2 separate regions of the Sus scrofa genome follow, and region 2 is linked to region 1. The links are chromatin contacts, called in public HiChIP or PLAC-seq maps. All regions are on one chromosome and are shown on one strand. The core of a region is the stretch at or near the end of the contact, and the rest is flanking DNA. Distances in the headings are between cores, read along the strand shown. Region 1 overlaps HIPK3 (homeodomain-interacting protein kinase 3). Region 2 holds the start of HIPK3 (homeodomain-interacting protein kinase 3).

Region 1 (6,392 bases), core at 1,785-4,284:
GAGGGACAAATGAAATCGTAGCAATCAAAATTTTGAAGAACCACCCTTCTTATGCACGTCAAGGTCAAATAGAAGTGAGCATATTAGCAAGGCTCAGTACTGAAAATGCTGATGAATATAACTTTGTTCGAGCTTATGAATGCTTTCAGCACCGTAACCATACTTGTTTAGTCTTTGAGATGCTGGAGCAAAACTTATATGACTTTCTGAAACAAAATAAGTTCAGTCCCCTGCCACTGAAAGTAATTCGACCCATTCTTCAGCAAGTGGCCACTGCACTGAAAAAATTGAAAAGTCTTGGTTTAATTCATGCAGACCTCAAACCAGAGAATATTATGTTGGTGGATCCTGTTCGGCAGCCATACAGGGTTAAAGTAATAGACTTTGGGTCGGCCAGTCACGTATCAAAGACTGTTTGTTCAACATATCTGCAATCTCGGTACTACAGGTTGGTGACAAGTACTTTTTGGTTATTTGATGTTAAGTGTTGAATTTTTGCTAAATGGAATTTTGTGTGTATGGGTGAAAAGACTGCTTCAGGTAAATAGAGATCAAGATAAGTTCACTTTAAGTTTGAAGTTTTTAAAAAAGATTTTTAAAAATTTAGATATAAAATCTGCTTAGGTGGATGGAAATTTTTGCTAAATTTTCTACTTATAGGCATCTGGTTATTTTTATTGTTAATAGAAGACCTAAAGGAATGATAGGTGATTAATGATGATTAAAACAGAAGTTTAAATAGTGAGAGATGGTTTATCGTAATTTTTGTATGTGTCTTCAGGCATTTTTCAGCATTTCAGAGAATTACCTTTTTGAAGACATATCTGATGTAACTGAACATTTAGAAAAGTTATAAAAATTCAGAAAGTTACTCTGATTAGTGATTTTAAAATTTAAATATACTTTCATGGCTGCCACGAATGTTCAGGCCACTTTGCACAGCATGTTTTATTTTGTTTTTTCCATATATGCCATAGGTAATGCTATTTTGTTGGTGGTGCTTTGGGTGGAATTTAAAGAAGCAAATCATATCTCTTTGTTACTGTGTCATGATTAATGTAATGCTAGCTTAGAGTACAACAGATAGTTTTAAGGGCCATCTGATGATTACCAAGATTCACAATATCTTTTGAGTATATAAATGTTTTTGAATTCATAGTCTTAGAGTACATTTGAATGTATAAATGTTTTTGAATTCATCATCTTAGAATTTTGAGAAGTTCTTTTCATTTCAGCCTAAATGAATTTATGGTCTTGATGTATACTGGAGCCCCATGAGCCCAGTGCAGTGGCAGGTACAGGATCTGCCAATATTGGCCATTAGTAGTAAGTTAGTAAACAGAGGAACATATGCAGTTTATTGTTGGAAATTGTTAGAACGTGAGGATTGTACCTTTAGGCCCACGAGAGGTTGTTATTTTCTGGTATTGCGTGTGTCTTTGTACTATACCTCTTACATCAGTTAGCTTCTTGCAAATACATGCCTAGATACTATTTTTAAAACCTTTTAGATGGTTTAAAAGGCATTGTTGGGAGTTCCTGTGGTGGCGCAGTGGTTAACGAATCCGACTAGGAACCATGAGGTTGCCGGTTCGATCCCTGGCCTTGCTCAGTGGGTAAAGGATCTGGCATTGCCGTGAGCTGTGGTGTAGGTCGCAGACACGGCTTGGATCCCACATTGCTGTGACTCTGGGGTAGGCTGGCAGCTACAGCTCCGATTGGACCCCTAGCCTGGGAACCTCCATGTGCCACGGGAGCAGCCCTAGAAAAGGCAAAAAGACAAAAATAAATAAATAAATAAATAAAAATAAAAAAATAACAGGCATTGTAGTTGGGGCATTGTAGTAAATCTTAGGATCTCCTGTCATTAGATTTATTTGCCCCTTTGTGATCCTGGCAACATTTCTTTTTCAATTTAATGTTGCAAGATTAGATTGTTAATTTTTTTTTTGGAAAAATTATTTTAGTATTTTAAACAGCATGAGAGAAATAGTGTTACTTTCCCTTCTCTTTGTACTGTATGGATTCTGTCTTAGGAGCTTTTCTTTAGAAGTTAGCTAGCATGTTATATAAACCCCCAGGCTCCAGTTGCTTGGGCTCTATATTTAGTTCACTTGTTAGTAAATGATGTAATTATATTTGGGTCCTGCATTATTTGGCATATCAGATTTAGTAATGTGTGATACCTAGACTGCTTTTTCTTATTTGAAATCTTTTGGATGAGAGTAAAGAAGAGCTTAATTTTTATACTTGAAATTGATTATCTGTTTATTAAAATGTTTCAAGAGAGTAAAGGAAATCATTTCAAAAGCAGTCTAAAACACTAAATATTTTGTGTTATTGGTTTCTAGCATTAGGCCTTTGCACAAATACCAACCTCTTTTGGGAATGGAGGGAAAAAGCTATGAATAATTTCTCAGTACTAGTGGTTTCTACTTTGTTTTTATACAGATGTTTCAAGTAAATAATTTACCTGAATTTCAGGAGCTATACAGTTGTTAAATTACAGTTTCTGTGTTCAGAGTAAAAAAAAAAAAATGCAGATCTTAATTTGTAAAGGCTAGTTGTAGCATTTTGGTTGATGTTGGATAAAAAAAGATTTAAAAGTGGACTTTTACAAATTTTTAGTCCAGTGTAATTTTGCATAAAAATAGCAGGTTATTATTTTTCAGTATTTGCTTTCAGTTTATATTTGGAGCTTTGCCAATTCTGCCTTAGTTTTTGACTCAGGATACTTATAAACCTGGTTAGGCAATAAGTAAAAATGTCTTATACTTGATTTTTTTCCTCTTTATTAAAAATATATTGTATTTCAAAAATGAAAGCAGGAAGTGAAAACTTACCAAATTGAATATTTTTGAGCTAATCACAGTGGGAACACACATTGCCCAAATTCCAAAGCAAACAATTTGTGTTTAAACACAGGTTCATGTGTTAGTTATTCTGTTTCTTTGAACTGTGCAACACAGAAATGTAGTAGGGATATCTTAAAATAGACAGGGGACAGTGGCCAGAAATTGTTGACTACTATAGATGGTGAGGCTGTCTAGCTCTTGTAGTGATAGAAGCCAGAAGTACATGCTAAGGGCATTGATTTGCTCAAGGTCAGCATGTTCTAAATTCAGCTGCTTGAGTATGGTTTCTGTCAAGAACACGTAGGGCTCTTGAATGCATAAAAGGTTTTAGCAGCAGAAGGTGCTGTATTTATGAGGTGTGGTGGCACCATACAGGTCATAAATATCTTTTTCGTCTTTTTTTAAATATAGAATTTTGGCCTGTGGTTGAGTCATTTCAGAACATAGAGACAGGAAAGTGGGCTGGAAAGTAACCTATATAGCATTTATATTCTTTTCTACTGTACTGAGTAATTTAGCATTAATTTTCAGCGTTAGTTGTTGTTGAAGTAAATGATGGTGTGTTTTTTGACAGATGCGTCATGGTAAAATAAAATTCAAGTTTATTGGTTTTTGTTTATGGCATTCCCACCCTCTCATGCCTTTTTAGAACCTGAACAAAGACAGAATTCCTTTCACAAAATTAAGGCACATAGAATGATCCATAAAATAAAAGCTAATATTTATATAGGGTACTTTACAGTAATAGAAAATTATGTTTGTATACTGAATCCTTTTTTCAAGTACTTTTCCATATATTCCCTAATTTGTTTTTCATGTCTCAATCCCTGTGTTCTTAGCTAAGACACTTGGTGTCCACCAAGTGTAATTCCTGTTTAAGAAGTAGAACTCTGAGGCTTATACGCCAGGTTCAGGTTTACAGTCCATGTTTAACATAGCAATTAAAAAATATATATTTTTGGAGTTCCCATTGTGGAGCAGTGGAAACGAATCTGACTAGAACCATAAGGTTGGGGGTTTAGTCCCTGGCCTCGCTCAGTGGGTTAAGGATCTGGCGTTGCTGTGAGCTGTGGTGTAGGTCGCAGACGCGGCTCGTATGTGATGTTTCTGTGGCTGTGGTATAGGCTGGCAACTGTAGCTCCAATTTGACCCCTGGCCTGGGAATCTCCGTATGCTGTGGGTGCGGCCCTAAAAACCAAATATATATACACACACACACACACACACACACACCACACACACACACACACACACACACACACACACACACACACACACATATATATATTTGGAGTTTCCTTTGTGGCTTAGTGGGTTACAAACCTGACTAGTATCCATGAGAATGTGGGTTCAATCCCTGGCCTTGCTTAGTGGGTTAAGGATCCAGTATTGCCATGAACTGTGGTGTAGGTCTCAGACACGGCTTGGATCCGGCATTGCTATGGCTATGGCATACGCTGTCAGCTGCATCTCCGACTTGACCCCTAGCCTGGGAACTTCCATATGCAGGTGTGGCCCTAAAATATATATATATATATATATTTTTTTTTTTAACCTGTTATTTTAAAAAAATTTTATTGAAGTATAGTTGATTTACAATGTTGGATTAATTTCTGTACAGCAAAGTGAGTTGTATAGATGTATTTTCTTTTCATATTCATTTATATTATGGTTTATCACATATTGAATATAGTTTCCTGTGCTATACAGTAGGACTTTGTTGTTTATCTGTGCTATGTGTACTGATTTGCATCTACTAATTCCAAACTTCTAGTCCTTCCCTCCCTCACCCCCACCCCCACCCTCCCACCCCCGCTTCCTTGGCAACCACAAGTCTGTTCTCTATGTCTAACAGCAGTTTTTGTGTGCTGGCACTGTGCTAGGTGCTAGGGATACAGAAGTGATAAAAACATGATGTCATCATTTAATGGAAGAGAAAAACAGTTTGTCTTAACAAGTTCTAGGGTAGGTATGTGTGCAGGGTGCTGTGGGAACGCAGAGGAGAGCATTTAGCCTAATCTGAGGGTTCAGAGAGGGTGTCTGGGGAGCAATGAGCCTTAAGAGTAGAAGCATTAAGATTGACTAGTCTTAAGTAGTGTTCTCTCTCACAAACCCACCCTTACCTAAAAGCTCAGTATTGGCTGAAATTGCTGGCAGCTTCTTCTCTGTATCATAAGTTATTTTTGTTTGGAAGTCTTTATTAGAAAAATGAAAGGTTGTCAACTGGGTTTAGTTTTAAGTTTTAATGGAAGATTCCAAAAATCTATAATGAAGTGGTTTTCAGTACCATACATTGCGGCCGCAGACATAGATTACCTCAAATAAAATTTTTAACAGCTTTATTGAGCTATAATTCACATGCTGTAAATTTTATCCATTTAAAGTGTACAATTTACTGTCTTTTAGTATATTCGGAGTTGTACATTATTACCACATTTTTAGAACATTTTCCCTACTCCCCAAAGAACCCCCACCCCGTCTCCCCAGCATCCTTCCCACACCTCTAGCCCTAGGAAACCAAAAATCTGCCTTATCAGTGTAATGTTTTCAAGATTCATTTGAGCTGTAGCATGCATCAGCACTTCATTTGTTTGTAGTTGTTGCCAAATACTCTATTATATATTATATCACAGTTTATGTATCCATTCATCAGTTCATGAAGACTTTAATGAAATGATACCTGTAATATGGCCTGTGATTAAATCTTCCGTTCAAAGTATTCAGTGCCTATAAATTGTAAAGTATTATGCTTGAGGGTGGTTATACATTGAGGAGCAAAGATATAGATCCTCCCATTCTGATTCTTACAATGTGCAGTTAACCAAAAAAGTAAAGTACTCTAATGGGAAAATAAGAGGGAGAGAGAATAAGATGGACTTAGTTTTTGGTTTTGTTTTTTAACTTTTTACTTTGCAGTAGTTTTTTTAGAGATACAAAAAAGTTGCAAAAATAGTACAAAGAATTCCTGTAGGCCCTTGACCCAGATTCTCCAAGTGTTTCAAATTTAAACATTTTACCATCCTAGTTTTATCACTCATTCTTTCTCGATGTGTGTGCATACACAGACACATATTTTTTCGTATAGTGTTTGAGAGCAGGTTCCAGATGTGAAGCTCCCTTACCTCTAAATTTAATTATGTGTAAGAGAATGTCGTTATGTTTAGGAGTACTTTTGTCCTAAATGTAAGGATGGTCTCTTGCATAACCCCAGTAAGTAGTCAGAATTGTCATTGGTTAACATCAGCTCGATATTATTGGTTGGATGAACTGTTTGAACTACTCAATACTATTTGAGGAAATAAAAATCAATTCAATACTAGTAGCTTAATACAGATTTTGTCTTTTGCCTCACTGTTTACTTTTTCCTTGCCCAGAATTCAATCTAAGATCACACATTGTAATATACATACAAAAAATTGTAATATACATACAAAATGGAGCACTACTCAACCATTAGAAAAAATGAAAATTTGGGAGTTCCCTTGTGTCGCAGTGGGTTAAGGATTGAGTGTTTGTCACTGCAGCAGCTTGGGTCAC
Region 2 (6,392 bases), core at 1,017-3,516, 39 kb before region 1:
AGGGCGGCTCCTGCAGCACACGGAGGTTCCCAGGCTAGGGGTCCAATCAGAGCTGTAGCCGCTGGCCTACACCAGAACCACAGCAACTTGGGATCTGAGCCTTGTCTGCAACCTACACCACAGCTCATGGCAACACCGGATCCTTAACCCACTGAGCAAGGCCAAGGATTGAACCCACAACTTCATGGTCCCTAGTCAGATTTGTTAACCACTGAGCCACGACGGGAACTCCCCAAATACTATTTTTGAATGAAAAGATACTTTTTTTCACATGCAATTTAGAAGTCTACATTAAAAAAACTTTACGCTGAAATATTCTCTTTTGCTTTTTTTTTTTTTTACAAAGTTCACATACTAGTTAAATCAGGACATTGACAAATTATCTGGATGGTGGTGTTCAGAATGGATTGGAGGAATTCTCTTGCGGCTGAGCAGGTTAAGGATCTGTCTTCACTGCAGTGGGCACAGCGTGCTTCTCTGGTGTGGATTTGATCTCTGGCCAAGGAATTTCCAACATGGGTGTACCCCCCCAATAATGAATTAGAGAGGGAAGAGACTGATGGTAAAGAGGTTAAGTTAGGACACAATAGGTATAAACGGGAAAAAAAAAAGACTTGAACTAATAGTGTTAGTTTGTCTAGCAACATTTGCTAAGGACTTAGTATAAATCAGTGTGTTGGGGACTCACAATACAATGATAAAAACAAATTTTTTTTTTTTTTTTTGGTACAGGATCTCCTCCTGGAACTTGCGGTATATATAGTGCCAATGCCAAGGATAGAAAGTTAAAAAAAAAAAAATCCTTCGCCCTTTTCAGCTTCCTGCATATATGTAGCAGTGCCTTATGAGAATGGAAGCTTCCCATTAGAGGTGACCCAGATAAATGTTTTGCAAAAATTCTGAAGGTTTGAAGTTCTAGTTGAATATTTTCCTTGTTTCACTTACAGATTTTTCTATTATTGTCACTTTCTTCTTTGAGTCATGTTTTTATCCTTTTTTTGGTTCTTTTAACTATTGCTTTTTAAACAAGTCAGAAGTAACTAAATACTAAGTAAAAAGGAATGGCTAACATGCTGCTATCTCTCTGAGAGACAGACAGTTTTGTTTTTCTGTTTTGGCAAACTTTACAACTGGTTATCCTCCCTAAGTTGAAAACAACCTTCTTTTGAAAATGCTACTTCCAACTGCTTCAAGGCATACTATCCGTTTCCCTTAAAGGCATCCTTCAAAATACTCTTCTCCCAGCTTGCAAAGCAGCCCGGAGTCAAGGTGTAGAATTAAATACGCAGCAATTTGCCACGCCTTTTGCCCTGCCTCTACGGCTATAGAAAGTGTCTGGGGACTAATACCTGCGCAGTAGAGGCAAGCCTAATGAAGATTTTCTAAGAAACTAAGAGAGGGCACTTCCATTCCTCAGAGAAAGGTGTTCCCAAAACGTTAAACATTAATTCAGGACAGAAAGGAAGAGAAAAAAGGTATATTTAAAAAGATCAACTATGAATGATAAATATTTAGAAGGTCAGTTGTTTCCTAGGGAAAAGAAGTGCAGACCAGGGCTTGGCTATATAACCTTGGACAAGTCACCTGAAGTTTGATTCCGCGCCCTACTTTGGACCGAGGATCTCTATGGTTCTTTCATCCCTAAGATTCTATGGTTCTATGATTCCGTTGTTTGAGATGGGCCATTCTGTTGATTTCCTCGTTTCCAGGAGGGAGCTAACTAGTTAGTCTCTGGGAGTGGGACTGACTACCTTGATGGAGAATTACCAACGCAGAGGTGAGTGAACTTCATATGTATGTACGAGGGTTTGGAGTTCGAACCGTTGACCCTTTGGGATGGGCGAGCGGGTAGGACTTATTTTCGACTGGAATTGTTCACTGTATACATTTCCCCTTTCTTTATTATTAAACCTTTAAAAAAAAAGGAAAAAAACCGCCAAGAAACAGACCCTAAAGGGGTAGAAGGGGGAAACTATGATTACGGGATTTCGAAAGGCCTGTAAAATCCTGCTTCCGCATTTTCATCCTTTCTTTGGTGGTTAGGATCGTTCAAAAAATACACATATTTGGTGGAGCGGGCCCAAGAGTGAGATTCAGAACAGAAGAGGGGGCGTTGGCGGAGGCTGCTTTTGCTGGCGCGCTGGCGTGAGGGAGCTGCGGGTCGGACCCACGCCGGCCGCCAGGCGGGCTCGAAGCTACAAGGGCGCGGCTGCGGGCGGGCGGGCCCCTGGGAGGGGCTTCGCGGAGGCGCCGCGGCCCGAGCCGAGCTGGGCCGCCCGGGCTCCGCACGCAGAGCGGCCGGGCGGGCGGTGGCGCTGCGGAGGCGGCGACCGAGGCCGGCGGGCGCAGAGGAGGGGCCCGAGACTGGGGCGGCCGGCGGCAGCCGCCTCCGTGACGACTGCCGGCAGCGCGGCGACCTGAGGATACCGAGCCGCGGGCCCCGCCGTCGCCGCCGCTCCCAGCTGTCTTCCTTCTCCTCGCCTGGCGTCAGGAATGGGCCTCAACCGCCGCGGGCCCCGCACCCCGCGCCGCCCGTAGGCCCCAGCAGTCGGAGGCCGGCCGGCCGGCCTCTGACCACCCCTCGCCCCAGCCGAGCCATCCCCACCCCATCTCCCTGGGAAAGAAGATGAGGGAGACGGGCCCGGCGCTCAGCAGCCAGAGCAGCAGCAGCAGCGGTCGGGGGAGGGTGTTTCGCCGTTTCTTCTTAGCCGCCAGGACAAGATGGCAGCGGCCGCGGAGAGGGGCTGAGCCCGGGCTGGGTGGTGCCGCCTGCTGAAGCGCCTGGCTCCCTGTCCCCGGCACGGCCCCGCACCCACCTCGGACATGCTCAGGGCTGCGGCCGCCCGACGAGGGGAGAGCGCAGGCCTCTAGGAAGGTAAGGGAACAGGGCGGGGGGCGTCCCATCCTGGGTTAGGGGCGGGGGAACTGGCTTCATTGGCCGCGCGTGCGGTCAAGGGGCCAGCGGACCTCTCCTCGGACCCCCGCCGGGCCCGGCATCCCCTGAGCGGCCCGCACCGGGCGCGCGAACTGCACCCCATCCGCGTTCTCCGCGCGCTCGTGCTCCGCGTGCTCGTGCTCCGCGTTTCCGCCCCGGCCCTCGCGGGGTGGCGGGTCCAGGCGTCTCCCTCGAGGCCCGGGCGCCCCCCCTGCGAGGCCGCGGACGCGGGGCCGCGCGTGGTTCCTGCGTGCGGTGGCGCAGCCTCCGGGAAGCTGCGCTTGGGCTGGGCCAGGCCGGGCGGCCCCCCGCCGCCCCCTGCCAGGGTTGCGCAACGGCTCTTCCCAGCAACCGAAGTTTTGTTTAGTCCCACTGGGGGCCTCTTCCCTCACCGTAGCCTGGGCCGTCACTACGGAGACCTCTTGTCTTTCATTAAGGGGAACGAACACAAACACACGCACGCACGCAACTTGAGCGCCGCGGTCGATGGCTGCGTCCCGGGCTTTGTGGCCCAGTCCCCGGCGTCGCCGAGCGGCGGGTTTGGAGGGTGTCCACTCCGGGGACGTGAGTGCGTGTGATTGTTGGGGAGGAGAAATGTGATCCGTCGCTCCGCGTCCCCCGCCGCGGCCGGAGGAAGGCGTGGCGGCCGCGCGGCGGGTCTGTTGCCGGCTTCTCTCGTTACGGTGGCGGCCGTCCGCTTCCCTTCCCGGCGCTGGGAGAACTCGCGGAAAGACCTCGGAGGAGAGCTATGTCTGTTTTCCTGTCGAGAGGGAGAAGGCTGTTTTAAAATGGTATGTGGCTCTCGGCAAAGCTGTTTCCCAGTCTTATCTGGGTTTGAGGAATTGCGCTAAAGGGTGTGTGCGTAAATTACCTTGGACCTGTTAACAGAGCAGTCACAACACGTTCAGTCCTTGAACCGTGTTTCCACAGCCTCTTCCTGCCCTGTTGGAATTTATTTTTCCACCTGTCGGTTCGCTGCTTCTAACTAATTCAAAGGTGCTTCTATTAGTAACAGTGAAGTTTTTCAGATTATCGTTCAGTTTACAGGGAAAGCTTATGGTTGGTTCTATTGTCAGCTTTATTTGATGTCTCTTTGGTCTAGGGCCAGAAAAGTTAGCTGGTAAACCAGTTTGTGCTTGTATTTATGTGTACCTTCTAGTTAGTAGTTGGAGATCGGCTGATTTTTTTTTTCTTTCTATTTTAGGTATTTCCTTGTTAGTTACTGAAGTGGAAGGATTTATAGTCACACCGTTTCAGTTTATTTCAAAGTTTTGATTGCTGGACCTTTTAAATTTTTAGGAGGTTCTTATTTTGATCAGTTTTTTGATGAAAACTTTTGAGTAGGATCAGTGAGTTTTGTTTGCTACCCAACTAAAAACACCTTAGTCCTGTATTCTCATTTAATTTTTCAGAAGCTATGCAAGCCTCACCATATGTTTGATAAGTCTAGATTCTGCTTATGCTTGCAAATGCAGTGCTAATTTTATACAATGAGCCATGATAAGATTTTGATAGGTCATGATTAAACTTAGTATTTAAGCAAACAAAATATGCCTGACCTTTTTTAAAAGCATAGTTTTTATAGTTTTGTTGGCTACCTTATGTCTTTATGCCTCTTAAGAGTAGTTGAAATGTAACCAACCAAATAAAGCTCCTTACTTTTAAATCACCAAGGCATTTCTTGGAATATTTATGGATGTATTTTTAAAGTATAGGGAACTCTATGAAATAGAATGCTCAGCCTGATGTTTTATTTTTGAAACTTGTTTTTAATTGTGTTAAGGAGAAGATGTGAAGATATATTTTGAGCTTTTGGACATCTCATTTTGTGTTTTTTTGTATTTATAGAAAAATTGAATAATTTGTTCCTTTATACTTAAGGCAGTATATTAAATTTGTGTGTGTATATGTGTGTATGTGTAGAGCCTTTCTATGTTTTAGAAAGATAAAATGAGCTTGAAATCTAGAACAGAACCATCCATTAAGTGTTTCAGATTTATATTTGGACATTGCTGACCACAGTAGCTAAACATACATATTAGGCAAGCAGATCACAACATGGTGAGCCAGTCCTAGTTTATTGTCATAATACCTTTTCCATTGAACTTGTCATTATCTTGCTTATAATCCAGTCATTGGCTTCTGGGCATGGAGTTTTAGAGTCATATAAAAGTGGATGGTTTTTATGAGATAATTCTTCTTGTAAACATGCTTGAAAAGAAGCTTCAGATCATGCTGTTTTAATTTTTTGGGTGTTCTGTCATGGGCATCATAAAATAAGGTACAAATTACAGAGGTAGGTTGCTATAGCTAGTTTGGCAGGGCACGTAAGTATTTGTTGAATGCAGGTTGTTGAAAGCCCTTTTTTTCTTGCAACTTAAAATAGCAACAGCTGTCAAGTGAACTTTTGATTGAGCTTTGTTTTAAATATTTGATATGTGAACGTTGATGGCATATATATGGAAGGGAGGAAGGGGAAAATGTAAATTTCAGAATGCTAAAATATTGTTTCCCAAGCCTGTTTCACATCCATTGAGTGGAAAGGCTGTATTCGTTTGCAAGTTATTTTCTGTTTGAATGTTAGAATGGCTTATTCTGATAGCTTTTGAGGTTAACTTCCTTAATGTAATGCTCTGATCGCAGCAGTTATATGATAGTATGGTAGATTAGAATTGCATTATTGGTGGTAAGTTTATTTCAGAGGCTTTAAATACATAGTTTCCATTGCAACTTTATATACATTTGAGTTTGTAGATGAAAAGATGTCATGTCAATATTTAGATTTAAGGAACTTTGAAATTCTCCATATTTAAAATAACTTTCTTGAGTTATTCTTGCCTTTTACCTATGAAAGGACACAAAATAACTTGCTATATGATTATATAGTTGCTGCCAAAAGAAATCTTCATGTAAAATTTCTGGGTTTGCAGCTGTCCTAATTGCCTAATGTCTGAAGTTGAGACTCTCAGTGTGGTATATTTAACTTGGAAGTTATTTTTGAAGACAGACTACTAGAACTTTGTTAAAATGGCGGAACCTATCAGTGTATTTTATTACATTTTTTTAAGCCCCCCCCCCCCATTCCCTGAAAGCTCTGTCATGGGTAATCCTTTCTACATGATACATATGTTAAGTCTAAGAAATTATTTTAAATGTTCTTACTGGTTCTGGATTCAATTGCTTAAAAAACATATCTTGTCTAGTACCTTTAAGCATTTAATACAAGTCGAACAGGGATATAGATTTGGAGTAGAAGTTTTGAATCAGTGGGGAATTTTAGGATAGCCAAAGCACTTTGGGGAAGTACAGTCCACTTCTTGTGGTTAGATTGGTATAATTAAGAGTGGTTTGGGGAAGAACAATTTAATGTTTGTGCGTTGCTTCTGTAGCTTTGTCATAGCTCTTCTTTTGGACTTTATCTTAATCAGTTAGCACCAAGATAGACCAGATATTTAGA

Evidence for each region. HiChIP or PLAC-seq counts read pairs in DNA pulled down with a chosen protein or histone mark.
Region 2: an H3K27ac HiChIP or PLAC-seq map of skeletal muscle shows a contact between it and region 1. The contact joins the promoter of HIPK3 here to the enhancer-like site in region 1. A contact is called at or near these places in 6 of 47 Hi-C or Micro-C datasets (fetal heart ventricle, fibroblasts, heart right ventricle and 3 more) and 2 of 2 datasets of contacts at active chromatin or transcription factors (alveolar macrophages and skeletal muscle).

Annotation. Positions count from the first base shown.
Region 1 is chr2:27,643,178-27,649,569 of Sscrofa11.1, reverse strand. HIPK3 (homeodomain-interacting protein kinase 3) reads left to right here. Exons shown (of 16, transcript XM_021083205.1): 2 at 1-448. Among named protein-coding and RNA genes, the nearest start is that of HIPK3, 40 kb to the left of the region's middle. Within about 2 kb of position 3,034, at least 9 of the 83 cell types and tissues checked have an H3K27ac peak or open chromatin away from gene starts, as enhancers often do. A contact at or near this core is called in liver and skeletal muscle, where this site is marked.
Region 2 is chr2:27,681,800-27,688,191 of Sscrofa11.1, reverse strand. It overlaps HIPK3 (homeodomain-interacting protein kinase 3), which reads left to right and starts at 2,266. Exons shown (of 16, transcript XM_021083205.1): 1 at 2,266-2,875.